3 separate regions of the Mus musculus genome follow, and regions 2 and 3 are each linked to region 1. Evidence: chromatin contacts called from public promoter capture Hi-C data. All regions are on one chromosome and are shown on one strand. Each heading gives the region's core, a stretch centred on a gene start, on an enhancer-like site or on the middle of the called end of the contact. The rest is flanking DNA. Distances are from core to core; before and after follow the strand shown. Region 1 holds the start of Aar2 (AAR2 splicing factor homolog). Region 2 holds the start of Map1lc3a (microtubule-associated protein 1 light chain 3 alpha). Region 3 holds the start of Blcap (bladder cancer associated protein).

Region 1 (3,335 bases), core at 586-3,085:
TTTGTTTGTTTGTTTGTTTGTTTGTTTGTACTCTTGGGGTTTGTGGTGCCTCTGTGAAGCTCAGTTTCCTCTTTTGTAAATTGAGAATCCTAATTGCCAAGTCTTTATCCCTATACTTGGTCATTCTTCTCCCAGAATTGTAGCACCAGTAAAAAGATGGAGGACATATCTATCAGCAAGGGATAGGAACAGAGATGGGAGATTAAACTCAGATCAAGCCCTTTACCAACCCGGGCTTATAGATATGCAGGTATGATGCAATCAATCAATAGCCAGTAAAGGGGGCAGAGGGACTCCCGTCCTTTCTGGGAATAGCAAGGCTTTTCCAGGAATTTGGGCATGCTTTTATGGTTTCTCTCCATTGACAACCATCAGTGCTGTAGGAAGGCCACTTAAGAGGCAGGTGGGCAATAGTGAAGTTGGAGGTTATTTGTCTTCTGCTCTGTCAGCCATTGTAGCTACAGCCAGTCTTGGTAAAGTCACCCGAAGAAGAGACTGAAGGCCTTTGAGAATCCTGCCTTTATAGATAAACAAGCTTACAATCAGGTCGGGAAAGTTGGCAGTACAAGATTAGAGGAGGGTCACATCTTGGCTATGGTTAGTGAGGAGATTAGAAGTAGTATCTATGTATCTCCCAGTAGCTCTGGCTCATGGTGGAGTTCTGATGTACAGAACCACTGAGCACAAGGTTAGTGTACTGGCTCTTCCTGGTTGTCAACTTGACTATATCCGGAATGAACTACAATCCAGAATTGGTAGGCTCACAGTGACCCTAATCTGGAGGCTGGGAGATGCAAGTGTCTGACCTGGATAATGGCATGGAAATCTTGAGGCATAGTGGTTATGAATCCGAGAAGATTAAGACAGGGGAGATCTCTGAGTTTAAAGTCATGTGGGACAAAGCAAGTTCCAGATCCAGGTGTGATGGCACACACCTTTAATCTGGGCACACACTTTCTGCTGGAGACCTACATAAGGACATTGGAAGAAGGAAGATTCTCTCTCTCTCTTGTTCACCTGCTTGCCTTGTGGGACTGAGCAACTGCTAGATCCTTGGATTTCCATTCACAGCTGCTGCTCACCATTGTTGGAGAGCTGGACTACAGACTGTAAGTCATCAACAAATTCCCTTACTATATAGAGACTACCCATAAGTTTTGTGACTCTAGAGAACCCTGACTAATACAGCAAGGCCTATGGATAGTCATTTACTATACACATCATTTGATTTGTTATTAAATACACAGTACATTTATGAGGGCTATGTGCTAGGTTCTAAGGAAATAGAGAAGAAAAAGACAGTCAGGTTTCCTCACTCAGTGCACATTTATAGCTTGACTGCTGTATTCTGTAAGGCCTGGAAAACACTGGGTGGTCATTTCCAGAGGAACTGCTGTGTTTGCGTTTGAAGGGACTGGTTCTCCCTTCAGGCAACAGCCTTGGTTCTGAAACTAGGGATGAATGTGTCTGGAAGCCGGGACTTGGAGATAATAGGGAACTTTTGACATGGTGACCGGCATAGGAAATGTGGCTAAAGAGGACCAACCATGACTGAGCCAGTCTGTGGCTACTGTGTGCCAACACCTGAACCATGCTTTGGCCAGCCCGTGTCTGCTTGAGACCAAAAGGACTGTGGATGGTGAGTATGTTTCTGGACGGGGATATAAAGTGGATAGTTTAATTAAAGTCGTTATTTATAATTCGGGAAGTAAAACGAAACAGTAAGAAGAAAATGAAGTGCTTATCGTGAGGAACCTGGAAGCACGGGCCATTTCTTCTGAGACTCGGGGCTCCGCCGGACTACTTTTTCCGTAGCACCTATCCGGCACCAAAGCAGCCGAACTTCCGTCCCGTTTCCGCGGAACCGGAGCTTGAGGTGCTACGGTGAGTGTCGGCCCTCGGTGCGCCTTTCGGCCTCCGGTTTCCTTGTGTGTGGTCGGGCCACCTCGCTTCTTGTCTCAGAATCGCGCTGGCGGAGTCTGGCTTTGTGAGCTGGTGTCTGAGGAGGCCTTTCTTCCTGAGAACCCGTCCCTGAGGACACCGTGGTCAGGGTCTCTGGGGCTCCCGAAGGAACTTCCCCCCACACCCCTTTAACTGTAACCAGAGAACGAGACTCACTCGAGCTGGATCTGCGTGGCTTCCGGTAAGTCACCTACCCGGCTTCCTGGCTTTATTTAAAGTGCATATTATCGTAAGTTAAAAAAAAAAAATTAAGCTTCGTGTGTATGCTAGGCATCAGGGACTCGAGTCTTGTGGGCATGACAGTCTTCAACCAAGTACACAAAGTTACACACCTGTCCCTGGAACTGAACGGCAACAGGGTAGCCAGAGTGTCATCACCAACATTTGACTTAGTCCCGGGTCGAGGAGGCTTTACTAAGATTAAAAAAAGAAAAATAATTGTGTGACCAAGTGCTATGGGTAGAGTTTTCTCTGGTGTGAGGGTAAGAAAGAAGCCAGTGTGGTTAGAACAATCCTTCGGATTGGGGTGGTATTAAATTAGCTGAAGAGTTGCCCAGGGAAATTCATGCAGCGTTTTCGGGCCATTCCCTAAAGCCAGATAGAGAACGCATTGAGGACCAAGTACTCTCCACTCTTGGAAGGCGGTGAATACGCTGAGGAGTTGTCTCTGTATTGCAGGCTTGTGAAGAGTATTCGTTTGTGTTTCAGACTTTTTTTTTTTTTTACTGTGAACTACAGTCACAAGACTTTTATGCTGTGATCACATGTATATACAAGCACATGTCTTCTTGGAACCATTCCTATCCTTGTTACTTGTGGCATTCCAATAGCTTAAAAGTTCTCTTCTTGGTGCTGGAGAGATGACTTGGTGGTTAAGAGACTTGTCTGCTCTTCCAGGGGACCTGGACTCAGTTCCTAAGGGCGCCATGGTGCTAAACCCACCTCTAACTCCAGTGTCAGGGAATTCAGCATCCTCTTCTGGCTTCTGTGTAACTTTTCTCATTATTTCAGATAGCTTTCTGTCTAAAAATGATTTCCTTCCTTCTTTCTTTCTTTCTTTCTTTCGTTTTGTTTTGTTTTGTTTTTTCGAGACAGGGTTTCCCTGTGTAGCCCTGACTGTCCTGGAACTCACTTTGTAGACCAGGCTGGGCCTCGAACTCAGAAATCCTCCTGCCTCTGCCTCCCAAGTGCTGGGATTAAAGGCGTGCGCCACCACCGCCCGGCTAAAAATGATTTCTTAACTCAAGATACATCTTGCAGTTTGAAAAAGAGTGCTAATTTAGAGTCTTTTCTCCTGTTTTTTTAGGTAAAGACAATGAAGTGTGCTCCTAATATTTTTTTGTAAAAGGATTTTTTGTTTGTTTTAAATAAAA
Region 2 (3,335 bases), core at 298-2,797, 1.3 Mb before region 1:
AGGCTAATCCTTGCACTAACAGATTTTCTTGTAGGGGAAGGTGTCTAAGGTTAGTGAAGGCACTAAATAGGACTTAAGGTCATAATTTAGGGAAGTAATCCTACCGCCCCACCCTAATTTGGGGCTGCCACATACCAGGCATTGAGCTGCCTGGAGAAGGTAGAGATGGGATATAAGGCCTGGTTGAATCCCTTTGTAGGTGGAGCCTCTAGGATCTAACATATTCCGAAAATTGAACCCACATCCTCATGCTTGCGGGCAAGCACCCTACCTGACCAAGCAGACAATAATATCTTTCCAAACAAATCCAGCTCCCTAAGACATTTAAAAAGCAAAACAAAACCCAAAACACAAGGTCTCACTATCTAGACCAGGCTGGCCTTGAACTCAAGAGACCATCCCGTCTCTGCCCACAGAGCTGGGGTTAAGGAGGCACCGCCACCCAGCCTCTTTAAGGCAATCTCAGCTGAATTCTTGTTACCTTAGCAGCTTGTTTTTGTACCAATCACTACCATTTCTGTCCATAAGCAGTTGTTTAGAATTACTCAAGCGTGCATCTGTTAACTTGGTTCCCATCAAATTTCTTCCCTTTGAGCTGTATGTTTCTGAAGTACAAACTAACTTTTTTTTTCAAACAATGGTCCTTTGTAAATTCTTTTGTTTTATCTTTTTTCTTCCTTACTTCAACTCTAGCCCATCCTCCTGCCTCAAACTCCCATAGAGCTAGGACTACAAATGAGAGCCAGCTACATCTGGCATTGATTCTGGCTTTCAATCGATTTTTAAAGTTCTTCAAGGGGCCGCCTCTCCGTGTCCGTCCAGTCCCTCTATCCCCTCCACCTCCCGCAAAACCTGAGATACTGAACTTAAGCCTTCCATCTGCTAGGCAAGTATCCTACCCTGACCCTCGGTAACATTCCCAGACCATACTTCTTTCTATCCTACCAAGGGGCTCTACCTGTAAAATCTGACTTCGCGTGTTGTCAGTTCCGAATGTTCTCCATCTCATGGTTAACCACTTCTGATATAGCCCCCCCATTCAGCGATTCTCTCCTGCTTTATCTAAACCACCTATTAACCAACCTCACTCTGGAAATCTATGCTTTCTATGGTTGTTCCAGAATTCTTTGAAAGCCTGGGTGGGGGGTCTGGAGCAATGGTTCGACAATTAAGAGCCCTTGCTATTATTTCAGAGGACCTAAGCTTGATTCCCAGCAGTGCGATTAACTCCAGCCTAAGGAAATCCGATGCTATGTTCTGCATCCGCGGGCATACACTTACAGACACATTAAAAATTTTAAAACTCTGGGTGTTCCATCCTCTCCCCGCTCCACCTTCCTTCTCGAATGCTAAACTCGATGAAGGTGCGGTGAACTACTCCGCAGCGTCGAGAGACTGGATGGAGGCGACAAATGCCTGGCTTCTGAGTCTGTGGCGCCAAAGAGAGGAGCTTGCCATCGTGACGTCACAGAACTGTGACGCGCCCTGGAGCTCCGCCTCCTTACGACCTGCGCCGGGAATCCGGGCTGTCTGCGCCGTGGCGTCACAGGTCCAGGCAGGCGGGTTTTCCGTCGGCCCAATGGGAGCGGCGCGCCGGCCTCCCCTTTAAGGAATGTTGTGACCTGACGTCACCCAGGCGAGTTACCTCCCGCAGCCGCCACCGCCAGGCTCAGCGCGAGCCCCGCAGCCCTTGAGCTCGAGCCCCGGAGCCCCCGGCGCGCCGAACCGCAGACGCATCTCTGAGCCGCGCACCCCGGAGCCCCGGCTGCGCGCCCCGCCGGGCCCGCGCGATGCCCTCCGACCGGCCTTTCAAGCAGCGGCGCAGCTTCGGTGAGGCCCTGGGGGGCGAACTGCCATCGGGGATCGAGGGATGGGGGTGCCAGTCGACCCCGATTGCCGCAGGTGACGTCAGCCCCATGACGTCAGGCACCGGCCGGCCGGACCCCGGGTGGAGAGGCCGCAAGGCCTGGCAGGGTCGCCCGCCTCCCTACCGCGTCCCCCCGGTGGAGGGCTGCGGGGCCGACGGCCCCGGGGGCGGGCGCTGGGGCGGGGCGGGCCGGGAGCCGCCCCTCGGGGATCAGCGAGGCGGAGTCGCGGGAGGCCTCAGCACCGCTGGGCCTCACACAGAGCTCTGTCCGCAGCCGACCGCTGTAAGGAGGTGCAGCAGATCCGCGACCAGCACCCCAGTAAGATCCCGGTGAGTCTCTAGCACCCCCCAGCCACGCCCTGCCCTGCCAGGTCCCGCCCTTGGCTTACGAGTCCCCCGCCCACTCCACTCCAGGTGATCATCGAGCGCTACAAGGGTGAGAAGCAGCTGCCTGTCCTGGATAAGACCAAGTTTCTGGTCCCAGACCATGTTAACATGAGCGAGTTGGTCAAGATCATCCGGTGCGTGGGCAGCCTCCTACAGGCCTTGGGTGGGGCAGGGTCAGGTTCCACAAGAAGGGATGGAGTGGGGCGAGGGGACTGATTTGGGACACCGGGCCCCTGTTCTAGGAGGCTGGAAAAGACCAAGGTCGGGGTTGGGACGAGCTTCAGTAGAGGTGAGAGCCTCTGGCTGAGATGGACCGAAAGTGAAGGTTCAGTAACATTTTGGGAGGGTCACCTAGGCCTCCAGCAGGCAGCCTCCTCACCTGGCATGCCTGCCTGCCTCCACAGGCGCCGCCTGCAACTCAACCCCACGCAGGCCTTCTTCCTGCTGGTCAACCAGCACAGCATGGTGAGCGTCTCCACACCCATCGCTGACATCTATGAACAGGAGAAGGATGAAGACGGATTCCTCTACATGGTCTACGCCTCCCAAGAAACCTTCGGCTTCTGAGTCAAGAGGAGGGGAGGGGGGTGGCTGGGAGTTCTGGTCAGGTTCTCCCCAGGGAGGTCCTGGCTCCTAAACTAAGCTATTTCAGTCCCCAGTGGATTAGGCAGAGATGTGACACCCACTCCCCCCCCCAGGTAGGGGCCACCAGCCAGCCTACCACATCCTGGGTAGGTCCTGGGCCAGTCATGTTCGGGTTGCTCTTTTGGGTGCTGGCTGGGTTGGGAGTGGGTGGGGAGCAGCATCCCTGCTCTGTGGGGTTTGTCATTTTGTTAGGCCCTTGCCTGTCTGCCCATCTTGCCCCTCATCCACCTGAGGCTTTGCCTCCTGCCAGGACCTGCCCCACCCCTGAAAGGCTGGCTCCCCTTGTCCTGACTCGGTGTATGGATCTGTGGTCATTTCCTCTGCAGAAAGAATAAAGACTGCTCAGGCCTGCCTGGCCCTTTGCCTCCAGCTGCTTGTTTGGGAGCAGGGAGGGCTGCTAGGTGACTGTGTTCACACACAGAGACAGACGCGTGTT
Region 3 (3,335 bases), core at 510-3,009, 1.0 Mb after region 1:
AAGTCTATCTGTAAAGTAACTGAATTGTGACTGAAATGTATCTGAGGGACAGGACAGGAATTAAGATTTTTGGCTTTGACTCTGGGGCTGGCCAAAGACAGCTTAATTACACAGAGGTTTTGAAGGAAGCAGGCTCGCTGCTGACTCCTTACTAGATATCTACTTTCAAACTTGGATCGCTTCAGGAGCCAACATCCCAAAGGGCGAGCCTCTGAGCTGGCAGCTAATCTTCCCCAGGAGATTTAAATGTGTATACACAAACATAAGACTAATTTACCAAAGTCTCTTTTTTCAGGTGACCACTGACTTCTTCCATATGCCTGAGAGACAATGTTTGCCACAATCTTCTCTGGAAATAATCCTGTCCCCCTCCCTCCACAGGGCTCATACCACACCAGGATACAGATTCCTGAACATTCCCAGGGCAGAGCCAGAAGACAGAGAGGAAGGCAATACAGGGCTCTTGGTAAATCACACAGTCACAAGCTTGAATGGAATGCGTGTATTTCAAAGAGAACAAGTAAAAAGGGCAGCCTAACTCTCATCCCCCTAGAAATAACAGGTAAGAAGTTAAAGTGTTCTGTCAACAACTTTAAGATGACCATTTTCAGATCGAGAATTGATCTGGTTCCTGGAAACTGACCAAGGTTCCAGAAATCCAATCTTTAAACAGGAACTCTGGCCATTAATGAATCTTGACTTAAAAGAAACAAGCCAGCTCAATCTAATGCTTGCCAGGGGCACATAAAATGGAACTTTTTTTGGGTCCTGGCTTTGGTGTTGCAGTTCAGATGGCTGACAGGATGGCTGGACCATGTCAGACAGGGCAGAGCTGTCCCCAATATATCAGTTCCCTGAAAGGGACAAAGAAGATCCGAACCTATAAACAGAAATAACCTATAAACTAGAACGGGCCCCAGTTTCCCAAGTAAAAAGAGACAAGAGACTTAGAAGAAACCTAAAGGTGGTTTGGCAGAGAAAGGAAAAAAAAAAAAAAATCGACTGTCCCCATCCCCCATTCTTCCTTTCCAGCCAGGCACTCCGTTCCTTCTGCTGCCCTTGAGTGCCACTCCCCACAAACTGGAGAGGGAACCGGTGTCCAGACTCGACGAAAAGTTGGTGGAAGTGAGAAGCACACGGGACCCGTAGCAGATGGTCACCCTATCACTCCGGACACAAAAGAGAGCGTTCGGGGCCCACTTCTACTTTCTCCCCACACTCCTTCGGATAAGGGTGGGGGAAGAAAAAGAAAAAAAAAGGGGGGGGGGAGAGAAACTGAAGTGGCGAGGAAAGAGTGTCCAGCCTCCCAGAAGCTGAGCCCCTCGCCAAGGTCCGGAACAGAGGAGGTGGTGGTCGCGCCCGCCCCTCCCAGCCCCGTCCCGGGAGCGCGCTGACCTTGGAGGCCAGAGTGACAGCTAAGGAACCCCGGAACCCACCCAAGGGACGGGAAGGGACCACCCCCAAGGCCCAGGTTGGGACGAAAAGGGGAGGTCATCTGACGCCAGACAAGGGTGCGCCCGACCCCGGCCGCGCGGAAAGCCCCGGCGAGAGGCCAAGCGACGCCTAAGGTGACCCCGGAGGGCTAACATGGCGGCGCGGCCGCACCGAGCGCTCTCACCCTGCCCAGGCGGGCGACGCCACGATACCTGCGAGCCCCACCATGGCACTGCCGCCACTGTCGCCGTCGCCGCCGCTGCTTGCCTCCACCTTAGCTCGCCACCAACGCCGCAGGAGCTGGGGAGACGCCCCCTTCGTCTTCTAGTGGAGCGGTCCAAGGACCCCCGGTCCAGAACCGAGCTGTCTTCTGAGAACGCCTGACAAACTGGCTCAAAGCGAGGCTACTCTCAGACACTCTCCCCTCAGTATCCGCCACGAAATGTCCTTTCTGAGTTTTTAGTAGACTTGAATAAAATTATGGGGCGCTAAGGTCTTCAAACCCGTGGAATATTTGGTCAGGCGTATCTTAGGCAGCCCCGAACCTCCGGCCCATGGTCCCCTTCATGCATATGCAGCAGATTGTGATTCTTACTCTTTGAGAGCTCCGCGGGCGAGCGAGGTGTAGTTACGCTGATGAGCGTAACTCCGCAGAATCCTTAGCACCTTGTGATTTGTGTACTTTGGGAAAACTTCTCGTGGCTCAGATCTGGCCCTTCAACCACGGGCTGAGGACGTGCTTCCTCCTTGGTGAGGAAATGGCTTGCCCCAGGCTTGTTAATGTCTAGATGAGTCAGTGTGGTCACTTACTAGCTTATTAGCCACGTTCCTGACCTCATACTGTGCGCAAGCGCAGTGCTAGAGGCTAAGGAGGTACAATTCTACTCCTGACCCCAATTTTCTCAGTCACCAGGGTGAGAGTGAGTGTCGGGGGATAGTGGAGAGACTACCACCCAGTAACCACTTGTAGTCGCACCAGTACATGATTTGTAATTAGGCATCGTGGAAGGCACTAGGAGGCAAAGTAAAGAGAGGAGAAATGAGTGGAATCCTGGTGTCTGGAGTGGGCGAGGGTTGGGGCCGTCTTAGGCATATTGAGTTTGTGCATTGTGTGAGTGAGGGGTCTTGTTCCAGACATGGAGGTGACAACCCTAAGGGTGGAAGGTGAACAAGGAATATGACAGGTACCTTGGTCATGAATTTGAATTTTTGTCTTGAGAGACATGGGAAGCTATGTTCTTCGAGGCAATGAAAAGAAATCTGGGTCTCTCCGAGGCCATTGACTTTCAGGGTTAGAAAACATGAAAGTGAGGTTTGGGACAGGAAGCCAGTTAAGCAACCAGAACATCTTTCCAGACACAAAGTCATGGTGACTCAGACAGGTAGTGACTAAGGGAGCTAGAAGAGATCATATCAAACTGGGTGCGGGAAGCACATACTGAGGCACAGGCATTGACTCCTAAGCTGTGGCTGTAGGGATGAAGAAGAGGTGAAGAGCCCTTGGCCAGGGTGGAAAGGCCCGAAGACAGGCTGCTAGGGGACAATCAGAAGTGGGACAGAGAACTCAGTAGCGGAAATGCCTGGGCACACCGTGGATGGAGAGAGTGGACCTGTATAAGGGCTGGTGGGCCTCCCTCAGCACACGGGTCTTGGTAGTGTCTAGAAGCCAAGGGGATCCAAGGCAGGAAGGAAGGAGGCCAATGGTGATCTAGGGAGGAGCTGGGAAAGGAACTGCAGAAGCGGGGTGCAGCAGACTCTCTTGTCCCTACTGCCACAGGCTGGTCCATGAAGCAGGGGTTCCGTGGAGTGGAGCTGGCTGGTGCTGACTCACGTGGGAGACTTTGGACACCTTGGATTCGGGAATGAGATGGCTCTGTAGCCTGTTCTTCATGTTGCCTCTC

What was found. Promoter capture Hi-C pulls out the DNA fragments that hold promoters and counts their contacts.
Region 2: a promoter capture Hi-C map of pre-B cells shows a contact between it and region 1. The contact joins the promoter of Map1lc3a here to the promoter of Aar2 in region 1. A contact is called at or near these places in 1 of 39 promoter capture datasets (pre-B cells) and 1 of 9 other capture datasets (liver).
Region 3: a contact with region 1 is called in a promoter capture Hi-C map of pre-B cells, with 4 times the contacts expected there. The contact joins the promoter of Blcap here to the promoter of Aar2 in region 1. A contact is called at or near these places in 4 of 39 promoter capture datasets (the C10 cell line, embryonic stem cells, liver and 1 more) and 2 of 9 other capture datasets (adipose tissue and liver).

The regions. Positions count from the first base shown.
Region 1 is chr2:156,545,741-156,549,075 of GRCm38.p6, forward strand. It overlaps Aar2 (AAR2 splicing factor homolog), which reads left to right and starts at 1,836. Exons shown (of 4, transcript NM_026661.4): 1 at 1,836-2,143.
Region 2 is chr2:155,274,817-155,278,151 of GRCm38.p6, forward strand. It overlaps Map1lc3a (microtubule-associated protein 1 light chain 3 alpha), which reads left to right and starts at 1,548. Exons shown (of 4, transcript NM_025735.3): 1 at 1,548-1,830; 2 at 2,142-2,197; 3 at 2,282-2,388; 4 at 2,659-3,257. The coding sequence starts at 1,791. The coding sequence ends at 2,821.
Region 3 is chr2:157,564,602-157,567,936 of GRCm38.p6, forward strand. Blcap (bladder cancer associated protein) reads right to left here and starts at 1,760. Exons shown (of 2, transcript NM_016916.3): 1 at 1,647-1,760.